2 separate regions of the Mus musculus genome follow, and region 2 is linked to region 1. A link is a contact called in public Micro-C data. All regions are on one chromosome and are shown on one strand. The core of a region is the stretch at or near the end of the contact, and the rest is flanking DNA. Distances in the headings are between cores, read along the strand shown.

Evidence for each region. A called contact is a pair of places that touch in the nucleus more often than the background predicts.
Region 2: a contact with region 1 is called in a Micro-C map of brown adipocytes, with 1.7 times the contacts expected there. The contact joins two enhancer-like sites. A contact is called at or near these places in 1 of 39 promoter capture datasets (the 3T3-L1 cell line) and 6 of 484 Hi-C or Micro-C datasets (the 3T3-L1 cell line, beige adipocytes, brown adipocytes and 3 more).

Annotation. Positions count from the first base shown.
Region 1 is chr4:106,090,920-106,097,295 of GRCm38.p6, reverse strand. No RefSeq gene overlaps it. Among named protein-coding and RNA genes, the nearest start is that of Gm26047, 25 kb to the left of the region's middle. Within about 2 kb of position 2,260, at least 39 of the 459 cell types and tissues checked have an H3K27ac peak or open chromatin away from gene starts, as enhancers often do. A contact at or near this core is called in beige adipocytes and brown adipocytes, where this site is marked.
Region 2 is chr4:106,192,414-106,198,789 of GRCm38.p6, reverse strand. No RefSeq gene overlaps it. Among named protein-coding and RNA genes, the nearest start is that of Gm12724, 42 kb to the left of the region's middle. Within about 2 kb of position 2,784, at least 53 of the 459 cell types and tissues checked have an H3K27ac peak or open chromatin away from gene starts, as enhancers often do. A contact at or near this core is called in beige adipocytes and brown adipocytes, where this site is marked.

The sequences.
Region 1 (6,376 bases), core at 1,011-3,510:
CCATGGAATGCAAGTTCAACAAGCAGCACTCCTCCATGGTCTCTGCTTCAGTCCCTGCCTCAAGGTTCCTGCCGCCCTCCAGTTCCTGCATTGCCTCCCTTCAATGAACTGTAATTGAGATGTATAAGGCAACTGACCCCTTCTCTCCCCATGTTACTTTTGATCATGGCCTTTATTTTAATAGTAGGAAGCAATCTAAGACAGTGGAGTTGTCAGAACTATTGTAGGTAGGGAAGTTAACCCCAAACACACGATGAAATCCCATCCAGTCAGGGTAGTAGTTCTTCATTCCCAAAGATTTCAGGGTTCTGACTAGATCGTTGGCTGACTGTGCTCCCTGGAAGTGGTGTAGACCACAGGGTCAGCGTGGATCTGTGCTGGTGTAGGTTGAATAGTGACTCAGACTCCTATTCAATCTCACCTAAGCTTATCTTTCACAGTATTGTTAATCTTTCTCTATTGAGCAAGCCTGAAGTTGTCTGGGGAAGTATGACACACAGTAGGGCACATGGATCATTTGATTTCTGAGTATCGTGTTGCAGTGGATGATTTGTGAACTTCTGCACAAACTCGAATAGCTCTGTGCCCCATGCCCAATATTCTAAAAGGTCCTCTATCACGCCTCCTCCACAGTGTTTGTCCTTCACTCTTGTTCTTTCCGAGGCCCTGTCCATATTGGCCATTGGGACCACTGCAGGCCTCCCCAGTCAGCTCTGAAACCAGTTGGAAGGGCTCTGGTCTGGCTCTTCAGATACAGCAAGTTTAAGACCCAATTAGTGGAGAATCAGAGATCCAAGTGGGGTTGACTTGTTTACTTCCCCCCACCAGCTGAATTCCCCATCCCAGTTCTTGGGTTTTCATGAAAGGAAGCCAAGCTCACACACAGCTCCAGGCATCCCAGCAGGAGAAGAGGTGAGTCATTTACTTGTAGAGGAATTAGGGTCGGTAATGTCCCATTAATCTGGCTTCACCAGGAAATGAGCTGTGTCACCTAAGTACATTTTCCAATAACCAAAGCTTACCCTTTCATGTGCCAAAACTTGATTTAATCATTTTGCATGGAAGGCCTTCTAAAACTAATTACACGCTCCTTGCCCGTTGCAGTGGGTGAGGCTGCCCATTCTCTAACCTTTTCTTGAGGACACAAGAACCATTAATTCACCAGGCTATAAATTAAGAAAAGTAAGGTGCTATTTGTACGAATAATGCATTTCCTCATCTGTGCTGTGGATTTTGAGTTCTTCTGTCTTCTTTAATAATTGTATTCATTCTCTCCCCTCGACCCCCTGCATTTCTTCATTCTTTGTGGGTATTGTATGACAGCCAGCCAGGAATGGATTCTGGTGTCAGAGCTACATGCAGATTCTGGCTCTACTCTTCTGTCCACTGGGCTCCAGTGTCTTTGTGTGGAGTATGCATCCAAGTGAACTGTCACTGATTGTGTCTGGAAAGTCCAGTTCCCTCCTCACATCATTGGAAAGACCAGATACACAATGAATGTGATGATCCTCTATTGTGACCCTCACCCCTCAGGACTCAAGGCTGCTTAATAATAAGCACTGCTCCCATGGGTAGGTTTGCTTCTTGCTCTGCAGTTTTTCTACATTTTGATCCACAAACCTAATCTACAGAGGGTCCTCTCAGAGCTGCATGGACAAGCTTGCCACTGCCTTATTTGCTCTGTCTCCAGCCTCCAGGCATGTAACCCAAACCCAGATCTAGGGTAGGGATTGGGCACACTTTCCTCATTGTTAGAGGAAGCATCTCAGGTCTTCGGGGGAAGCAAAACGTCTAGAGTCAATCTCACAATCTGTTTCACATGTGGAGGTCCCAGGAGACGCATGCGGTTCTGTAGACTTTGGATCTTTAAAATGCTGGCATGCCACAGTCAAGTCCCACTTTGGATGCTTGCCCCAAGCTTTTCTGTGTTGAAGGAGAGCTGCAAGGGCCTCATTGCTCAACTCTTGGGGAATGGGGAGAAGGTATGTTCTCATTAAACAATTCACAAGCTCTCAGGGCTGCAAATAAAAACCATGACTCCCTCCCATGTTCCTCTTCCCATCCGATCCCCCACTTCCGTTGGCTTAGAAGCACTCCACCCTTCCTACAATGGGTAAAGCATGAACAACAAGTGGAAAATCAGGAGTAAGGGGCATGCTAGTTATTTTGTTAAAAAAAAATTAAGTCCCTAGAGCTAAAGCTAAAGCCACAGACTGACAGGGCAGGGTACGCCCCTGACAGCAACCTCCTGCCAAGGGTATTAGAATGCTGATTCATCTTCTTATGAAACGAAGAGCTCTCTAGAGAGCGGGCAAAGAAGGCAAGGAAAACAAGAGATTGCAAGGAAAAGGAAAGTGGGGAGAACTAAGAGGAGAAACTTATTGCGCAAATACCTAGCATGGGTGTGCACGTACGTGTACAGGTATGCGTATGTGTGCATGTACATGTAAATGCAGTGCTGTTTCATATAATGCAGACAGTTTTCATGGTTCTTATTTCCATCTTGCAAACTAGGAGACCAGTTTGAGAGAGAGTGATGTTTTCAAGTTACCCATTGGCGGATGAAGATTTTTTTCTTGGCAAGCAAAAGGGCGTAGACCTCCACTTCTCCCTCCCCTCCCCTTCCCGTGGTACAGAAAACAAGGGAAAGGAAAATAAGAAGGAAATGCCATGGTGACACATTCTTCAAGCCCTGTATCCCAGGCCACAGGTGTGGAAATTGCCACAACCTTTTCTGCTACAACACTTTACAACTGGTACATCTTGCCTCTTCCTTCCCCCCCCCACCCCCTTTCTTCCTTCTACAAGTGCTGCGTTTTTTGTTTGTTTTGTGTTTTGTTGTTGTTTTTGTTTGTTTGTTTGTTTGTTTTGTTTTTAGTCTCCTTTACTCTCAAAATGGGTGCAACAGTTTGTAGAGTGTTTATGGGCAGAGTTCAAGGAAACAAACCAGGACATTACAGCTTGGTTCTTTGTTTGTAAGTTCTTTTTGTAGCCCGTGCTTACTAAAATTGCAACAAAGTAACTCTGTCATTCTATATTTAGTTTCTGCCTCTTGGGTTTGACGTAGATCTTCCTCATCACTTTATCTCTGTGTCTTAGGAATCTTAGTAGATTAATGCAACCCAAGGATGTGGAAAGTAGAAATGATGTAACAAAAGCAATGAAAAGGGAGACATGCTGAATGGAATCGCACAGTACAAACTCAAGTTGCAAGGCTGTGCTGTTCTAGGCTCTGACATGCCTGCTTTAATGGCAGACTGAGCCATCTTCATGCTGACTGTAAGCTTTAATTCTCAATACAAGGATGTGTATAGAATACAGTGCTTGGGGGTTATAAGGCACGTGCAGGCATGATTCTTACAAGGTTAATTTGTGTTTCCTTGGAAGATTTTTTTTGTTTCTTTCACGTGACTAGCAACACCGAAAAATCCTGGTGTTTTTGTTGTTCTTGTTGTTTGTTTTCTGCTTTGTTTTGTTTTGGCAAGCATTTGTCATCAGAATTCTGTCACTGGCTCTTCATGTTCTCTACACAGTCTGGTTGTTAGCCAGACAGGAGTGACCACTGCTCTTTCTCAACAAGGACATAACATGTGCACTGGAGGATTTAGAGGAGGCCAAATTGATAGTCTAGCTAGACTTTGCAAGGAAAACTGACAAACTAGCATGACTTTGCATAATAGCTATGGGATGCACTCATATTCTCTCTCTCGCTGACCCCCCTCCCTCCCTCCTTCCCTTCCCTCCCTCCCTTCTTCTTTCTTTCCCCTTTGTATGTATTTTGCCTACATGTGTTGTCTGTATACCATGTATGTGTAATACCCATAGAGGTCAGAAGAGGGCATCAAATCCCCTGGGACTAGAGTTAGAGACAGTTGTGAATCACCATGTGAACTCTGAGAATTGGATCCAGGTTCTCTGCTATAGCAGGCAGTGCTCTTAACCTCTGAGCCATCTCTCCAGATACTTTACTATCTCCCATAACCCCTTCTGCAGTTACAATGAGGACAGTTTCTAGAGAATTCGGTCTCTGACAATTATGAATTTATTGCTTGCTCTGGTAATTTAAATTGTACAAGGATCTTCCTTGGTGGCCTCTGGTCTCCCACTTTAAAAGTGTGAACAATTGCAGTTAAAAAGCATGCTGAGATGCACCAAGGTTGTACCTTCTAGAACGGGTTATCCAAGTGGGAGATACACACACGAAGCCTGTTGTGCTGGAGTTATGGAAGACAGAGGAAAAAGAAACTAATATTTAGAAACAACCATATACTGGACCCCTGCTGAGTCCTTGACAAAACTCATCTCCTTTAATGCCCATCACGTGCCTGGATGATGGGTGTTGGCAGGCACCCGACACAAGGGAACGATGTCACGGCTGGCTATAGAAAATGGGACACACTGTCATCTCTGGTGTCACCCGATTTTCCCTCAGGCATAGAACTTGCCCTTCTAATCATTACCACTTGTCTTGGAGCTGCCTCCTAGGAAGTGTGAGGAGAGGTTGAGATAGTTGAGATATCCTACAGAGGACCTGGGAGCCGAGCAGCAGGAGGGGGCAGCCCCTTGCCAGCCCTGTTGTTTCTGAGCACTTGGTGTCTGGAGTTTCCTCCCCATCTCTCCTCTCAACCCTGTGCTCCTCTCCAGCTAAACAAAGATTTTGTTTGCCTACAGGGCAAGGGCTCTGGGACCCTCCTGAGAAATTTTGCAGAGGAAGTAGAATGGACCCGGTGGGCAGCAGAGACAGGAGAGACAAGTCCAAGGCTCCCTGAGGCTGAAGGCAGGGAGCAGGGAAATGGCGCTTCCCCCGTGATTTCATGTTTAGGCGAGTCTAATTAATAACCAACAAACAGGTCTATAATTAACTCACTCCCCTCTCGGCCAGCTGAGGGAGTTACAGTAAGGAACATTCCTTTTCAAGTCTGCAGGCTTGCTGAGAAGGTGTGGGGGTGGGGGTGGGGGGCAATGGGGGTGGGATGGGGTTGGGGCCTCAAACTCAGCATGTACAATCACAAGAGTTGGGCATAGTGTTCCCCCTCCCTCTCCCCTGCAAACTCTGTTATCTATACCAGATGTTGCATTAAAAGAAGAATTACTATACTTCAGGGCTCAAATTATATGTGCCTGATTTATTGCCCGAGTTCAGTTTTAAGTGCTACCTTGCAGAACACTGATAAATGGCGGCTTGTTATTTTGCCGGGCGCCTGGGCCTGGCTGATGAAGATATCAAGGACAGGAAGGGGTTAACTGTTTGCAAACTGAGACCATTTGGCTGTTGTTGTTCCCCTGAACATTTCACCCTATCCTCCTAACCTCCCACCACCCAACACATACAGTTTGGGTTGCTTTTATTTTTCTTCTCTGAAGTGATAGGCACAAGGCCTTGTCTTGGCTCTGCTGAGCTGCAAAGATAAAACAAAGAAGTTGAAGGCCTTCATGGAAGATCTGCATTGGACCTGTTTCCCTTCCCTATCATTTTCCTCCCTGAATGCTTTTGTTTCAAAGTCTGAGCCATTGGCTTATATGACTATCTTGGCAGCATGACTTTGTATTCATCTTCCATACAGGTCCTTCTCCATTGGCCTCATCCTTTTTTTTTTTTTTGGTTTTTCGAGACAGGGTTTCTCTGTGTGGCCCTGGCTGTCTTGGAGCTCACTCTGTAGACCAGGCTGGCCTCAAACTCAGAAATCCGCCTGCCTCTGCCTCCCAAGTGCTGGGATTAAAGGCGTGTGCCACCACTGCCCAGCCATCGACCTCATCTTGATTGACTCTTTTCCCTGTTCTTTTAAATTAACTCATCCTTTGGTTCCAGCACAAAGGACACTTCCTGAACCTGATTTTTAGCTACTTGCTTCTATTCAGGTTCATAGTGCCATAGATTTGTCCCTTCTGGTACTTTTCAGGGTGTGTGGTTGTTGGGGTTGGTTTTGTGCACTGTGTATTCAGATGCTGAGTTCTGTGATCCAAGATCAGGTTGCAGAATGGACATGGGCATTGTATTGACCAGTGTGCTATAAAGAATGTCCCCCAATAATCCCTTATTGGTCAACAGAAGGCTAGAGCCTGTGACTGGGCAGGAGAAAGAGGAGAGATGGAGGGGTCTCAGGTAGAGACCATGAGGAGAAGGAATAAGGTAGGGGAAGGAGGTTGCTGTGAGGCAGGGTGGACCATGATGATGGACATGAGCAAATGGCCAATAGAAGATTACCCTGAGGACACACATGGAGCAGAGCAAACAGAGCAAGACTCAGACAAGTAACACAGGGCCTATGGTTGGGATGTAGGTTAGAATACCTACCCAGCATAGTGTTAACAGCTTGTTATTCAAAATACCAGCTCTCTGTGTCTTTTATTTGGGAGCAATACAGGCTAGAGTGGG
Region 2 (6,376 bases), core at 1,535-4,034, 100 kb before region 1:
CCCTAGCCTTGTAAGTGGACCTACCATGCTCTCTTTCTGGGTTCTTGTTCTTTCCTTTGTCAAATGGAGATGACCTCATCCTGACATCCTTGACCAAACAAGAGGACCATGGGCATGCTTTGAAAACTGTAAAGTACATGGCATGTGAGAGGTGGTGGTACTATTGCTCAGTGATGGGCCCCAGTCCTGTCATCCAAAAGACCATCTCAGCGCTGCTTCAGCCTGCTTTTCAGCCTTAGTCTGCACTGCTTCATGAGAAAATGAGTTCCATGTGGCTGAGCCCTGAGGTAGAATGAAGAATATTATCTTTTATTTTTTTTATTCCCCCCACCAAAGAAACAGAAGAACAATTCCCCAGCACGTTAGAAAACAAGCTTCACCCCTGGCTGGCCTTTGCCAAACCTGGTGTCCTGGCTTGTGCTGTTACCTGTGGACTCGTTTTGGCCTTTGAAGGTACCACCATAATTTTATAGGAAGACAAAGAGGAGACATTTATTAACGACCTCTTGGGGGCCAGGCAATGTGCTAAGTGCTTTAGGTAAAGCCTTTGTCATCTTTACAGCGGTCCTGCCAAACAGATGTGCTCTCTTCATTTCACAAGGCTAGAGAGATTAAAGAGCTTTCCTATAGTCACACAGACAGTCAGGGGTGGGGCCAGCAAGGGGCATGGGAAATGACGAAGGCAGACGTCCCTGCTGCCCATGGGCTTGGGAGTCGCATGGTTGCATAGTGCCATGTTGCTTTCCTGTTGGTGATCTTGGGCAAGTTACTAAATCCTCAGTCTTTCCAGATGTAGAAGGGATGATGACTCTGGCATGATTGTTGAAATGAACGAATGTACACCCAGCACTTATCACCACCTCTGACTCAGTGATAAGGAGCGATAGAGCAAGACCTTGGACACCCTCATCTGCTGTCTGCACATACACATGGGCGTGTGTGCCCCCTGTACACACGTGCACATGTATCACACACACTCACACATATATACACTCGCTCCCAAGTACAATGTATAAACGGTCCTCTGTTGACAGAGATTAGCATCACTTGTGCTGGGCAAAGGGAATTCATCCGCGGTCCAGCTCCAGCATCACACAGCAGAACAGTGAAGCATGCCAGTGCTGTGACAATGAGCTGATGGACGTGCTAAAACCAGGTTTATGTGTGTCCCACATCAATTCTACTGTAATAACACACTTTCTACTTTTGGCTTTCCTCTCTTTAAACTGGCAATGGTATTTACTTTGGTCATGGGAATTCTGTTACCTTATTTTAATAAGCTAATGCTGTGGCTTTCCCTGCCTCCAGGGATTGTTGGCCTATATCGGTCCACGAGGGCAAAGGGAGCAGAGATGGGGACGAACAGGGCTGGGTTCGGAAGCCCTGTGAGTATGTACAGTGATTAAGACACCCGGACCAGCTGCAGGGAGTCAGACCAACTTTACTTGGGGATGATTCAAGGCTTATGAAGTTTTGGAGGATCGAGGGTGGAAACATCCAGGATGGGCGAAAGTTGTTGGCTAAAGGGTTAGGGTACCAGAGTGCCTCATTAGCATGGGGAAGCATTTCAGGAATCTCAGGTGCTAGCTGAATGGGTTCTTACGAGGAGAAAGGAAGCTGAATCCATGATCTAACTAAAGCTACATGACATCCTGCCGGTAGAGGTGTGTGGTAAGGGGTTTGAGTTCCCTAGATGAGGTCAGAGAAGGGAAGTCCTGCCAATGAAGGGGGCCCTCCATATTATGCCAAGTCTCAGAAGGCTATCTGGTCAATGGTAGAATTCAACCTTAATTAGCAGAGTTTTCCCATGTAATATGTGTATAGGTCTGGCACATTGTGGAAGCGTATTGAGAATTGTTTGTCTTTGTTCTTACCGGTTGTCTTTGAATAGAAGACAGGAAAGCCAAGGGGCAGGGCTCAGGGGCTGTGTGAGGAGTAGGAAAGAAGAGCTGGAGGGGATAGAAGACAGCAAGGAACAGTGTCTTCCAGACACAACAAGGATGACACACCTAAGAACTCACAGAGACTATGCCAGCATGCACAGGGTCTGCACGAGTCCCCGTGCTAGGAGGGAAGTGGACACAAACCCACATCCCTAACTCAGATGCTAATCTCCAGGTGATAACCACTCACAAAGCACAAATTAGTTTTCTCCAGTGGAGACTTACTGGATACGCAAACCACACTGAAGGGCAGACCTCTTGACTAGCAGAAGATGGCAACAGGAAATGGGCTCAATAGCATTTGTTTGGGAATTTCTTTTTCTTTTTCTTTTTGGCCTTACTGGTCTTTTGTGTGCATATCATGCTTTCTGATTCTGTGTTTTTATGGTTTTTCTCTCTCTGTTTCTGATGTTTTTCCTTTTTTCTCTTTTAGTTTTATTTTTATTCTGGTTTGTTTGTTGGCCTGTTTGTTTTCTGAAGAGAGAAAGAAAGGTCATAGAGTTGGGTGGGAGGGAAGGGGGAGGATCTAGAAGGAGTTAGAGGAGGAGAAATTGGGATCAGTACATATTATATACTATATATATGTATATATAGTACATGTCACTTGTATAAAATTATTTTCAATAAGAATAAGTGCTAGAAAATTAATTAGAGGGAACTGTTTCTAATTTTGTAGATGAAAAAGCCCAGTTATAGAGACAGATGGCTTTGCTTAGGTGGAGGCCATCTATGGTGACACTGGGAGAAGTCATTGGGCCTAATTCCCAATTCCTATTTCACATATCACACTCCTGCATAAAATGTGGCATATTTGTCATGACTATAGCGTATGACATCATTCAACACTGGCTGGCCACTCTCTCTGTTGCACAATCCTAGGGCTTCATCTTGTTTACCAGGGGAAAAGGTTATTTTGACCAGCTCAGATTTTTCCCTTAGAGATCAAGTTAGTATCTTTATTTATTACTGAAGTTTCAGTCTGTGACAAGTCAAGTTTATGAACAATATTAACCTTAGGACACGGAGAGGGCCCAGGAATGTTTATATTCCCCTGCTGTAAAGTGTTCTCTTGGACTCCTGTCCATCCACAGCATCGATGGGTGTTACCTAAGCTGGAGATGTGGCAATCACATGCTGGTCTGAGTCATCTGGACTTTCTCTCAGCTCCTGCAGGACTTTCCATCTGTGGGTTCTCTTCTCATTTTCCTGTCCTCCCTGGGGAATTGGTTTCAGCTGTGTCTCCTACACTGACAACTGCCAGTCTCCAGGCCAGCTCTCTCTGGCCACCTTTAGATTTCCATTTCCAATGTTTTCTGGACAGATCCAAAGGAAGGTCTTTGGAGACCTCCACCCTAGCCCTCCCCTCCCACAGGGTGTTGACACCTTCCAGATCTGCTGCTCCGACTGACAGACATCTGGAGTGGTACCTCTGTCCACCAACGGGGAGGCAGAATAGTTAGCTACAGGAACGTCTCCTGTCACTTCCCAAACACACTCTGTATTTTTAGTCTAAGTCTCTGATGTGGACCACAGGCACTGCCTGCTCAGATCCAGCTCTACCCAGCTTGGTTTCTGGTGCTGTCTGTCACTCATCGCTCCACTCTTCTATTTACCTTACATTGCCACTGATGTCTGGGAGAGCCCAATTGCTCTTACAGACTGTTTCCTTCGATGCCTTGATTTCCCAGTTGTGTCTAGCTAACACATCCTCATCTGTTGGGTCTCAGCTCAGATTTCATGTCTTAGGGATCCCTTTCTAGAGACTTCTGCACCACTGCAATTGAAATGTTCCTATTACTTTTCTTCTGCCATAGGTTCCAAGTTATAATTGCAGGTTTATCTTGATGCCCATGTGATTATTTATTTTAGTTAAGCATTTTTCATCGATTGTACTTGGGGCTGTGTTATATAAGGGCACTTTCATACGAATACAAATTTCATACAAATTGAGTATAGTCTCCCACCATATCCTCTTCCTTTTCTTCTTCCCTCTTGTCCTGTTAGGTTCCTTTATTCCCTTTGTCAGCTTCCCTCTACTTCCATGCCACAGATACATGCATAATTCCTATAATATAAAATCTAGGAAACACAAAATAGAGAAAACATGATGTTTGTCTTTCTGAGGCAGGATTAATTTGCTCTGTGATTATCAGCAGTTGTATTGACTCTCCTGCAAATGTTATAACTTTGTTCTGTGCCATGGTTAAAACAAACTCCATTGTGTATATACACAACATCTTTGTCATCTGTTCCTTCATTGATGGATGCCTCCCTATTATGGGTAGTGTTGCAGAAAACATCAATGCGCAGGTATCTCTGCGATGTGCTTGCTCAGAGTTCTTTAAATATCCAGGTTCACTACCTGGCAGAAGCAATTTATGGGAGGAAGAGCTCCTTTTGGCTCAGAGTTAACAGGGTTTCAATCAATCACGGCAAGTAAGGTACGGTGGCTGGAGTGAGTCAGTCACAGGATTGGGAATGCGCAGAAGCTCTCTCTCACACGTCACTCACCAGGAGACAGAGTTCTAGCAGGACCTGGGCATGGAACCCTCAAGGCCTACATCATCTGGCTAGGTCCTGGGTCCCAAAGGTTCTGCAACCTACTAAAACAGCCCCATTAGCTGGGGACGAAATGTTCAAACATCTAAGCTTGTTGAGGACATTTCACATTCAAATAATGACAGCTAACTTCGGAACAATGGTCTCCCCTGATACCTGCACAGTGTGCTTGGCATAAAGTGAGCCCTCAGTAAGTAGCCATTCAATAAACGAACAAGCAGTCTGTGTTCAGATGCAGCTCTTCCATTTCCTCCTCCAAACAAGAACGACTACCAACTTCCTTTAACCTTATGTCCTGTGTGTTTCTCCAACCTTCCCTTCTCTCCATCTTCTCTGCTGGCCTCATAATCTAGACTTCTGTGGTTTCACAATGACAATACTAAAATCACATTTTCAATGGTAACTACACCACAATTCTTGCTCCATACACAGCTATGAAAGGACCTTTTTATAATAACAGTTTGTTTATACTACTGTGTTGCTCAAACCCTCTCAAGATGTTCTTTGTTGCCTCTTGACATGTGGCCAAGGTCTTTTGTAAGATCTCGCTGGCATTCACGGTTAGCCTTACCTTTCTCCACCTTCATTTCCCTCCACTCTTTACACATCTCTGTGTTTGCCAGAAAGCACACTTCTTGAGTACAAGGATATCATTTGATGTATTCATGGCTCTAGCCAAGTTACTTCATTTTAGTTATTCATGGCTGCATTGTAACCTCTATCCAAATACACAAATCATTAAAACTATAGCCACTTGTCATTTTTCCTGTACCCTCAAGTCAGCTGGGTGAACCTGTGAGTCTGGGACAGTCTTGAGAGATTTTGGCTGGGTTAGCTTGTATAGCAGTCATGTGTCATATGAGCCTGAAGTCTGTCTGGACAGTTAAAAATACCACTGGCTAGGAAGACTTAACTTGCTATATGTGGCTTATCATCCTCTTCTAAGTTATCCCCGAGGGCCTGGTGGCTTGGTGGCACAGATGTAGTTACAGGGAGGTGAAATGTCCCAGAAAGGAAGTGGAATACCAAGAGTTTTCATCATGTTTTGCTTGTGTTAAGTTTGATGCTGCCTTACTGGCCAGAGTATGTGACATGGCTAAGCCCAGGGACAGAATGGAGGGGACCAAGCCAGGAGTAAGTAGATAGGGAATCTATTATTACTATAGTATAGTAGTATTGATAGTAATAATAGGGAATCTATTATTACTACAGCCACCACCACCTTGGGCAGGTTCTGGAGAATTCAAGGTTTGAAAGAGGCACTTTTATAATAACGACCTGACATTTTTGAGCAGCTATAATGAAGCAGTCTTTTTCTTAGTCATAGGAGAATCTAGGTCAACCCCTAACATTGTTCTTATCCATCTGCAGGTCATAAACAGACCCTGGATATCCACGAATAGCACAAAGTTGTATCTCTTAGGGTATGTGCACACAGTTGTGCGTCAGTGGGAAATAGTATCCACATCTTTTACTCGGTTCTCAAAAACACCCTCCTTGCACTTATCATAGAGCTTTAACTGCCCTGGACTTTACTATGTATAGCAGGCTGCTGTCAAAGTCTAGCTTCAACATGCTAGGGTCTGAAGGAGGGGGAATGGAGTCAGCCTAGTACACAGACACAGACACAGGAATCTTTTTAGGTCTCTCTTAACTTTGTTCTGGGGGAAAAACACCCTCCCACACACACACACATGATGGAGCAACGTTCTGACCAACTTCATTTCTTCTCCTGCAGCTTATATATCCCAACAAAATCCTTCAAGCAATATAAAAATTACAATGTGGTTACATTCTAGTTTCCTTTAAGTAAATAATTACAATGAGTTACCCTTACGTGAGTAAACAGTATATATATGTATTACAGGTAGAAA